Linked DNA regions of Triticum aestivum: region 1 is linked to region 2. The links are chromatin contacts, called in public Hi-C maps. All regions are on one chromosome and are shown on one strand. Each heading gives the region's core, a stretch centred on a gene start, on an enhancer-like site or on the middle of the called end of the contact. The rest is flanking DNA. Distances are from core to core; before and after follow the strand shown.

Evidence for each region. Hi-C and Micro-C count contacts between places; a contact is called where the count stands out from the background.
Region 1: a Hi-C map of leaf shows a contact between it and region 2, with 5 times the contacts expected there. The contact joins two enhancer-like sites. A contact is called at or near these places in 3 of 5 Hi-C or Micro-C datasets (leaf and an unstated tissue).

The regions. Positions count from the first base shown.
Region 1 is chr3D:175,488,850-175,493,139 of IWGSC CS RefSeq v2.1, reverse strand. It overlaps the pseudogene LOC123078135. Among protein-coding and RNA genes, the nearest start is that of LOC123078136, 27 kb to the left of the region's middle. Within about 2 kb of position 2,134, at least 2 of the 8 cell types and tissues checked have an H3K27ac peak or open chromatin away from gene starts, as enhancers often do.
Region 2 is chr3D:175,425,387-175,429,597 of IWGSC CS RefSeq v2.1, reverse strand. No RefSeq gene overlaps it. Among protein-coding and RNA genes, the nearest start is that of LOC123078136, 90 kb to the left of the region's middle. Within about 2 kb of position 1,842, at least 5 of the 8 cell types and tissues checked have an H3K27ac peak or open chromatin away from gene starts, as enhancers often do.

The DNA.
Region 1 (4,290 bases), core at 885-3,384, 63 kb before region 2:
CATTGCTCCTGGTAATCAATTCATCTCCATAGAGAGACTCTATGCCGATAGTCAATCTTGCTCAGGATGAAACTAATCAGCAAGTTGTGTGGTGTTTTGGAACAGGGCGTCAAGGCAGTGATCGCTAAGGGCTTCGAGCGCATCCACCGGAGTAACTTGGTGGGGATGGGGATCATCCCTCTCCGCTTCAAGGTTGGCGAGGATGCAGATTCACTCAACCTCAGTGGGCATGAGCGTTTCACGATCGACCTCCCTGGCAAGATTACCGAGATCCGTCCAGGCCAAGATGTGATCGTTACGACAAAAAATGGGAAATCCTTCACTTGCACACTTTGCATTAACACGCAGGTATGTCATATCTAAGCCATAATGTAAACTGGTTGACGCATTGATATAGTCTTCAAACTAAAATTTAGCCTCCATGTATATTTAGTCATGTAACATGTTGTTAATTTTTCTAAACTTATGGTCAAACATAAAAATATGCCTCTTGCACATATTCTAAAACAACCTACATTGTCATGTTCTTTCTTGTGATGTAGGTGGAGCTGGAATACTTTAACCATGGAGGCATCCTCCCCTACCTTATCCGCAAATTGGCATGACCGACCGAGGAACTACATTTAAATTGTATTATCTATATGCAATGTCATGAATTTATTCTTTATAAATTGATTATTTGTACCCCTTGATTCCATTTTGACTTTCATTTTTTAATAAATTTGTGATGAAACATTAAAAAAGACATAGCGGAGCTTCGACAATAATTAAGAGGGGACAATTTACTTGATAGTGTATTGATAATTTATTAGTGAAGACAATATGTTTGTTTGGCGTACATATATGCACATCCGCAAAGCTTTCTCTTGGGATGTTTATGGGCACACGGTGATGGCACAAGAATGGTCTATGTAGGACTGAACACGTGTTGGTAGATGCACCACTAACAAGCCAATGCTAACTCTGTGTGTCACTGTTATAGATAACAACACCGACAACCCCACATTTGGTTCGTCAAACCAACAGGGACGATTCTACCGGGGGGGACCCCCCCCCCCCCCCCCCCCAACTATCTGGTTTTTCTGAATGACGGCTTACGTTTTTTAGACAATCAGCGAAGCTTTATTAAGTCATCACAATGTTTACAGGGACAAAAAGAAGATCCCCGGGGTGGCCTAATCAAACATGGCGACCAGGACCCCGTGGTAGTGCATGCCTCGCTAGATTGTGAGCTTCGAAATTCGAGCTCCTAAATTCATGAACAAAATTACATAAAGCAAAATTCCTGGCATACTCTCTAATCTCTTGCACGATTGCTCCATATTCTGCTCCACTCCTCCTCTTGATGTCTTCCACCACAACCGAGCAGTCTGATGCCACCTGGATGGCGGTGATGTTCAAATTTTTCGAGAGTGATAAAGCTTCCCTCACAGCCAGTGCCTCCAGCGTAGTGGGATCGACTATACCTCTGAAAACAATCACCGAAGCACCCTGGAACCTGCCGTCCCTGTCCCTGCAGATTGCCCCCACTGCTCCTACTCCCCGACGTCCTGCCACAGCCGCATCCGCATTAAGCTTCATTACGTTCTCTGATGGCTGGATTCACTGTCTCGGCCGGGCCGACCTTGAGGGATTGTGATGCAGGTTCGGTTTCTTCGTGAGCTGAAGATCATTCCAGTAAGACTGGATAAAATGGTGGTCGATATGGGACTTTGGAAAATGTCCTCATACACTACTTCCTCCTTGCTCCCCATATAGCCTAGAGAGTAATTTCCAAATAGATAAAGTCAGCTAAAAAAATAAAAAAGGAGCCAGCTTAGGGCCTAATCCAATCGTGCAAGCAGAAACCGCTGGGGCCTGCGAGTCATTATCTAACCACACCGACGCATACAGCTAATACAGCCGCAAGACCAGGCAGCAAGCCTGGTAAGCTACCTAAAAAAAAGCTAACACAATCACAAGTAGATTTGATTGGTCGTTTCTTCTTCAGAAAAGGCAGATCGACCGATCGCCGATCGATCTATCTTCAGTCTTCCACCACTCGCCGTCGGCTCGTCTACTCGGAGGTTGCGGACGCTGCGTTGCGACCCCTATCCCTCGCACGGCCAACAAGACGGCGATTTCCTCAAATATACGATCCAACATAGACTGTCGGTTAGTTTTGATTTCTAACTCCATCCTGTAATCCGTAATTTATTTTGATGTGTTCTCTTAACACTATGAACTAGAAAATACAACTCTGAAACGATTCAGAAATTATTTTATTGTCTAATTATGCGTTTGTAAGTACAAAGAGGAAGAGTTTTGTTGAGAACATTTTCTAGCCAATTGAAACTAGGAACCAATTCTGAAGAAATTACCGAGAGCCTTAATCAAGATAGTTGTAGAGCCAAATTCAGATCCATAGATATGAAAACAGTATCCAAATTGCAGAACCACAGCTATATTTTTAGTATTTAGACCTTATTACTATATATACTATGATTGATGTACGTATATTGTCTTTTCTTTGACTGTGATCGATTCTTCTAGTTCAAGCCCCTGCCCCCTATCGTCATTTTCTGGCTCTGTCCCTGCCTACAGAGGGTGCACCAGCTCCATAGTATGTGTCTTGGATGACTAGATGAGTGGGTGTTCCTGGATGGCTATGTAGGACTGGACATATAGGGCGTGTTTGCCTGCACCAGTTTTCAGAGGTTGCATGGAAAAAACGGACCCGGCTGAGTGGAGCCAGGTTAAGAGAATACATGGCAAAATATGGTATTTGCATGTTGTTTGGTTGCCGGTATATGAGGTCTTTGCATCGTGAAAGCAATTTCCACCTGGTGTTTAGTTGCACACATGCATAGCGATTAGGAGTTAATAACGACAGTTGAACAGAAAGGTTACATTAGAACACACATGTGACATCACACACACATCTACACGAACAACACATGCACACGTGCCAACACACCTACACATCCGGAACAGATACTGTCGGTGGAAACGACACCTATGGGATCACTGGGATCCCTTCTACGGTTGGCGGGCGCGGGGTTGTGCAAAGAGCGGGTCCAGAAGCCAGCACAAGGATCGTTTACCCAGGTTTGGGTTGTGAGGATGCGTAAAACCCTAGTCCTGCTTTGGTGTATGTATTTGAGTGTTCTTGAGTTCTTGAACTAGCTACGGTGTGTCTCTAGTCCAAAAGATCCAAATCCTTCTCCTGGCCGCCTCGGGCCTCCTTTTATAGATAAAAGGGGTTGCCATAGTGGCACACAGGAGGTGGAAAGGTGTACAGTGGATGAGTCTATCCTCTAGCACCGTCAGACAAACGCATTTAATACGCTGCCGACGTGCCCCTCTTGCTTTATCGGGGACGGCAAGGAAGCTCGTCCCAGCTGTCGCCGCCTCGCCTGGTTGCGACGCGCGTCCGGGCTGACGAGGCGTTGTAGCGCCACGTTGGCTGGCTGCTGGGCTGGCGCGGTGGTGGAGCCTTCACGAAGATCTGCATGCCACCACGCAGGTGCTTGCTGAGTCGGTCGTGGAGGCCGCCCGTTGCCACGCAGGTGCCTGCCCAGCTGGTTGAGCTGGCAGCTGCATGGGGACGGCGGTGGAGTCTTGGCAGACGCGGGCCCTGCTGCTGCCCCGTAGGTGTCTCCGGCAAGGGCCTTGCCGGGGCCCCAGCAAGGGTCTTGTCGCGACATCGTGGTCTTCCCCGACAAGCGTCTTGCCGGGGGTCTCGTGGATTTCCTCGGCTAGGATCCCACCGAGGATCGTCGTCTTCTGGTCCTCATCTGATCTCGTATGTTCTTGATCTTGACGAAAATCTGCATGCCACCACAGAGGCACCTCCCGAGCCTTGGTTCCAATGTGGTTGTTGGCGGCGTTGGAACCCTCGAGCTCAAGGGTGGCTCGCTCTGCTGGTGTTGGGCAAGCTGCCCTGGCAAGGCTCTTGCCGGGGCCGCGGAGGCCGCCCCGTCAAGGGTCTTGCTGGGGGAGTCCACCTTGCCCCTTTGCTCTTTGTGGTCTCTGGTCTTGGCGTTGCCTCTGGTCGCCTTGTGCCTTCGGCTTCCCTCCTCTGCCCTGCTTAGTGTGGCCATGGGCGCGGCTCCGACTGGTCGTGCACTGATAAAGGGGTAAAAAGGAGAGCCCTACTTTTGTACACCGACAGGAGCCCCCGGGCCTGGGCCACACATAAGTGCGACACGTTGTTGGGCTAGGCCCAGAACGGTGCGCGGGTAGGCGGGGCGGATTTTTACCGTGGTAACTTTTCGCTCGCTTGCGCTCCCCCACGACACACGTTGAACG
Region 2 (4,211 bases), core at 593-3,092:
GATATGGTTTTTCTGCGAAACAAAGAAATAGGCAAATGTCAGAAACTGGCACTGGGTACTGAGTTAATAGTAGTTCCCAAAAATGGTATAAATGGCATATAAAGCATAAAAGATTGTAATATAATATCATGAATAATAATAAAATTATAGATACGTTGGAGACGTATCAGAGACACCAAACAACACATCATCTTGCATGTCCATCAACAAGCGTCCATCGTCGATATTCAATTGCGCCATGCCATAGAGAGCCGTCGTCGTCGATGCGGTAGATTCAACATCGTCTCCACCTCTTGGCCCCTCAGGCCAACACCTGTTCCAAACGATGCCCCCAGGAGGGAGAAGGCACAGAAGGCGCCGTCATCATCCGATCTAGGAGACCCAAATATAGGGTTTCTCTTGGAGCAGCCTTCAACAAAGAAACGATGACGCCTTCAACAAGGAAACAACGCCTAAGATGTCACCATCATTTTCCATGACTGAAATATGCACAGGTCTCAGTGGCAGTTGCGACACTCTGAACCAATAGCTGGCTGAATCCATGCGGAGCCGTGCCGTGGAGGTGCATGCAGCCGCCAGGGAAGTCCAGCATCCCTCGTCGGGCTCTCTACATGCCGTCGTCCAGTCATGATCCAGACCGACGACGGATCCTGGAGGGAACCAGATCCACAGAACACTGCCGCCAACCATCGCCGGAGAAGCATGCCGGAACTCCTTGCAGGCCATGGAGGCGACGATCGCCGCCGCACAACCAAGGGACGCCGCCCTGAGCGCCGCACGCAATCTACCCACTAGCACCGCCCCAGCCGCACCAGTGGGCCACCGTCGCGACCAGCCACACAGGCACCTTCAGCGCTGGGCCCGTCACCACCGCAGTGTACCACCATGCTAGGGTTGGAGACATGGCGATGCCCTGGGAAGCGGCGCGAGGGGTATGCGCGAGGAGAGGAAGAGAGAGGGGGGGCCTTGCCACTTGGCAATGATTCTAGAGAAATCGAGTCCATGTGGAGGGTTCGGCCTTTGCACCAAAAAGGGATGCACACAACTATTTTAGTATGAGTACTATGATTTTTATCTTGAAGTGCAGTCCCACTACACTCCAAGCATGATCCTCAAAGAATTCTTTTTATGAGCACCAAGATTTCATTTTGATGAGTGGTCTCACCACACACCCACATACTCAGCTTCATTTTCAATAAATGGGGGAAAACCCGTGTGTATCACCTGTCAATTCTAGGAATTGAAATAGATGGTTAGGCTGCACAATCTCATACCTAACCACCGAGCTAGGGCTCTCTTTGCATTAGTGTTACTAGATGATATCCCGCATGTTGCTACGGCCATTGGCTACAATACTTTTTGATGAAAATTAGATGGATAGAAAATATTGTATTTATAGTTGCAATATATATAGAATATAAGTAGTATTTCTCATGCATGTTGGGAGAAATATAACTAGAATGATTTAAGTTGGAATGCGTGTATGTGTAGAGAGAATATAAATAGTAATTTCCATGCATGTTAAGAGAAAATAGTCAGTAAGGTGATGAGGTGGCATGTGTGCATATTAAGAAAATTGAGATAATGTGGTTCAACTATTCCCTCTGATTCATATAGACACCACAATTAATATGGATTGAAGGATTTGGGTTCATATGTGCACCTACTCCGTGGCCACTTATTATCGGTACGTGTTGCTATATAAGCGGCAGTCGCTATATAGGGAGGTCAGATTCGACGTGGCAACAGCTAGCCATGGGCCATACCCATACGTTACATACGCATGTCGACCAAGCGATCGAGCGCCTATTGCGAACTCTATGATATACGTAAGGTGAGCTGTACCTCTCAGATTACTGGCGCACGTGAAAATGATCTGGCGTGCGTGGCCAAACAGCGATGCACATTGCACTATTGCGGTGTTGGGCGCAGAGGCTTAAATGGAGCAGGACCATAAGATAGATGCACACATGAGACATGACACACGACACATGGACTGACTGACTTGGCTTGGCCGTCCCATCCTGCCTCGCCAGCCGTTTCATTAGTGCAACGAGATGCACATAAAAAGCAGGGTGAAAAGAGGGCCACACTCACATAAATGGTGTGCTTTCAATCATCGATCAAAAATAGGAGTAGAAAAAGAAAGGAGGGTCACACTCACATCGTGCCTTTACTCCTGGACCCGCTGGAGACAAGGACCTAGAGCGACGCATCTGATAATTGAAGGTCGTAATCATTTCAAACGAACAAGAACATAAATGTGCTGATAGCGCTGTCCAATCAGAATACATGGGTACCACTCGCGTACGTACGTTTGTATGGAGTTTTTGTCCTAAATAATGTAGTATCCCAAAAAGAACGTGTACATACTATTTGCGTGTGGACTGATATGCGTGTGAAGCATAGTGCTTGATCGGGCGTCCTCAAATCCAAATAGTTTTACTCCTGTCGTTTGATATTAGTTGTCGCTGAAAAAAAGGGAGTTAAAAATAATCAGTGCATTTCTCTGGCCGTCAATGTACAGCTAGGCCTGCCACTCCTTTTTTTTTAACCGGACAGACTCCTTTTCCATTATAACAATAGAGATACAACAGTTCCATGGACAAATAGGAGACGCGAAAGAGAGGGAAGCGAGTTCAACACTGCCAGAGAACCCATCCGAACGAACACTGTGGCGGCAACTCTTTTGTCTTTCGACACGGACATATAGAAGAGCTCATAATCGAAGCTCCAGATCAATATGGGAAGTGCTCATCCGGCTTGATAAGAAAGGGCTCTTCTACTTCCATCTCTTCCTAGACAACGCACTAGATAACCACCTTAAGAGCATTTCTAATAGCACCCCTAAACTCTCAAACCCTCAAAAATAACCGCTTTTTTACGGGTTGAGACGAAAAATTCCTAAAGAATAGAACCCCTTAACCCTTAAACCCTCAAAAAAATTTAGAGGCTCAACCCCTATTCTCCTTTCCAGCATGTAGAAACAGGGGTTGGCCAGCCCAACCCCTCCCCGACCCGGTTCCATCGCCAACGACGTGCGGGAGGGAATTTTCAGCTCCCCCTCCCCGGATCCGGCCTCCGGCCGCCCTCCCGCCGCGCCGCGCCCCGCCCCGGCGCTCCATCCCCGGCCGCCCCTCCGCCACCCTGCCCCGCCGCCTCCCCGCCCCGCCGTGCGCCCTCCTCCCCGCCCCAGCTGCCCTCCCGCCGGCCGCCCCTCCTGCCTCCCCAGCGCCGCCGCGGCCCGGCCGCCCTCTCGCCTCCCCTCCCGCCCTGACCGGCCGCCCAGGAGCCGGCATCGAGGAGCCGCGCCGCCGCCTTGCCCTCTCGCCGGTCGCCCAGGCCGTCCAAGCCGCGCCGCCGCCCTGCCCTCCCGCCGGTCGCCCAGGCCGTCCAAGCCGCGCCGCCGCCCTGCCCTCCCGCCGGCCGCCCCGGCCGCCCTCCCGCCGTCCAAGCCGCGCCCCGGCCGCCTCCTCCGAGGTGAGGTATGTGTTTTTTTTTTCATTTTGTTTCATTTTCTTTATTGTTTCATTTTTAGCACTAATTAGTGACTGTCCTTTGCGGATGGAGATGAGCAATGAGGAGATTGTCATGGACTCGATGTCCGATTCGTCAGATTGGTCGACATCCGACGATTCCGACATTGATGAGTTGTTGCAAGACGACGACGTCGAGATGATGAGCCTCCTCATTGACGTGCAATCGTTTGAAAACCGCGTGAAGCTGATGGATCAGAGGAGAGGGTCGGAGATGGGGCGAGTCACCATCTACCGGAACCGCGCTCTCGGACACGAGCATTTGATGGAAGACTACTTCGCGGAGGTACCTACATACCCTCCTCGTCTCTTCCGCAGAAGGTACCGAATGCGGCGTAGTTTGTTTGTGAAGATTGTCACCGATTGTGAGGCCGCCTCCTATTACTTTAAACGTCGTAGATCCGCCGCCAGTATCATGGGGTTTAGTGCATATCAAAAGATATCGGCGGCAATGCGGGTACTCGCTTATGGCATACCCGTGGATTATACCGACGAGTATCTTCGCATTGGGCAAGATACAACTACGGAGTCAGTCCGTAGGTTTGCCAAGTTGGTCATCCGGTTGTACGGTGAGCAGTATCTTCGGGCACCAAACGAGGAAGATACAAAGAGATTAATGGAAATGAATGAAAAAAGGGGATGGCCGGGGATGCTTGGTAGTCTTGATTGCATGCA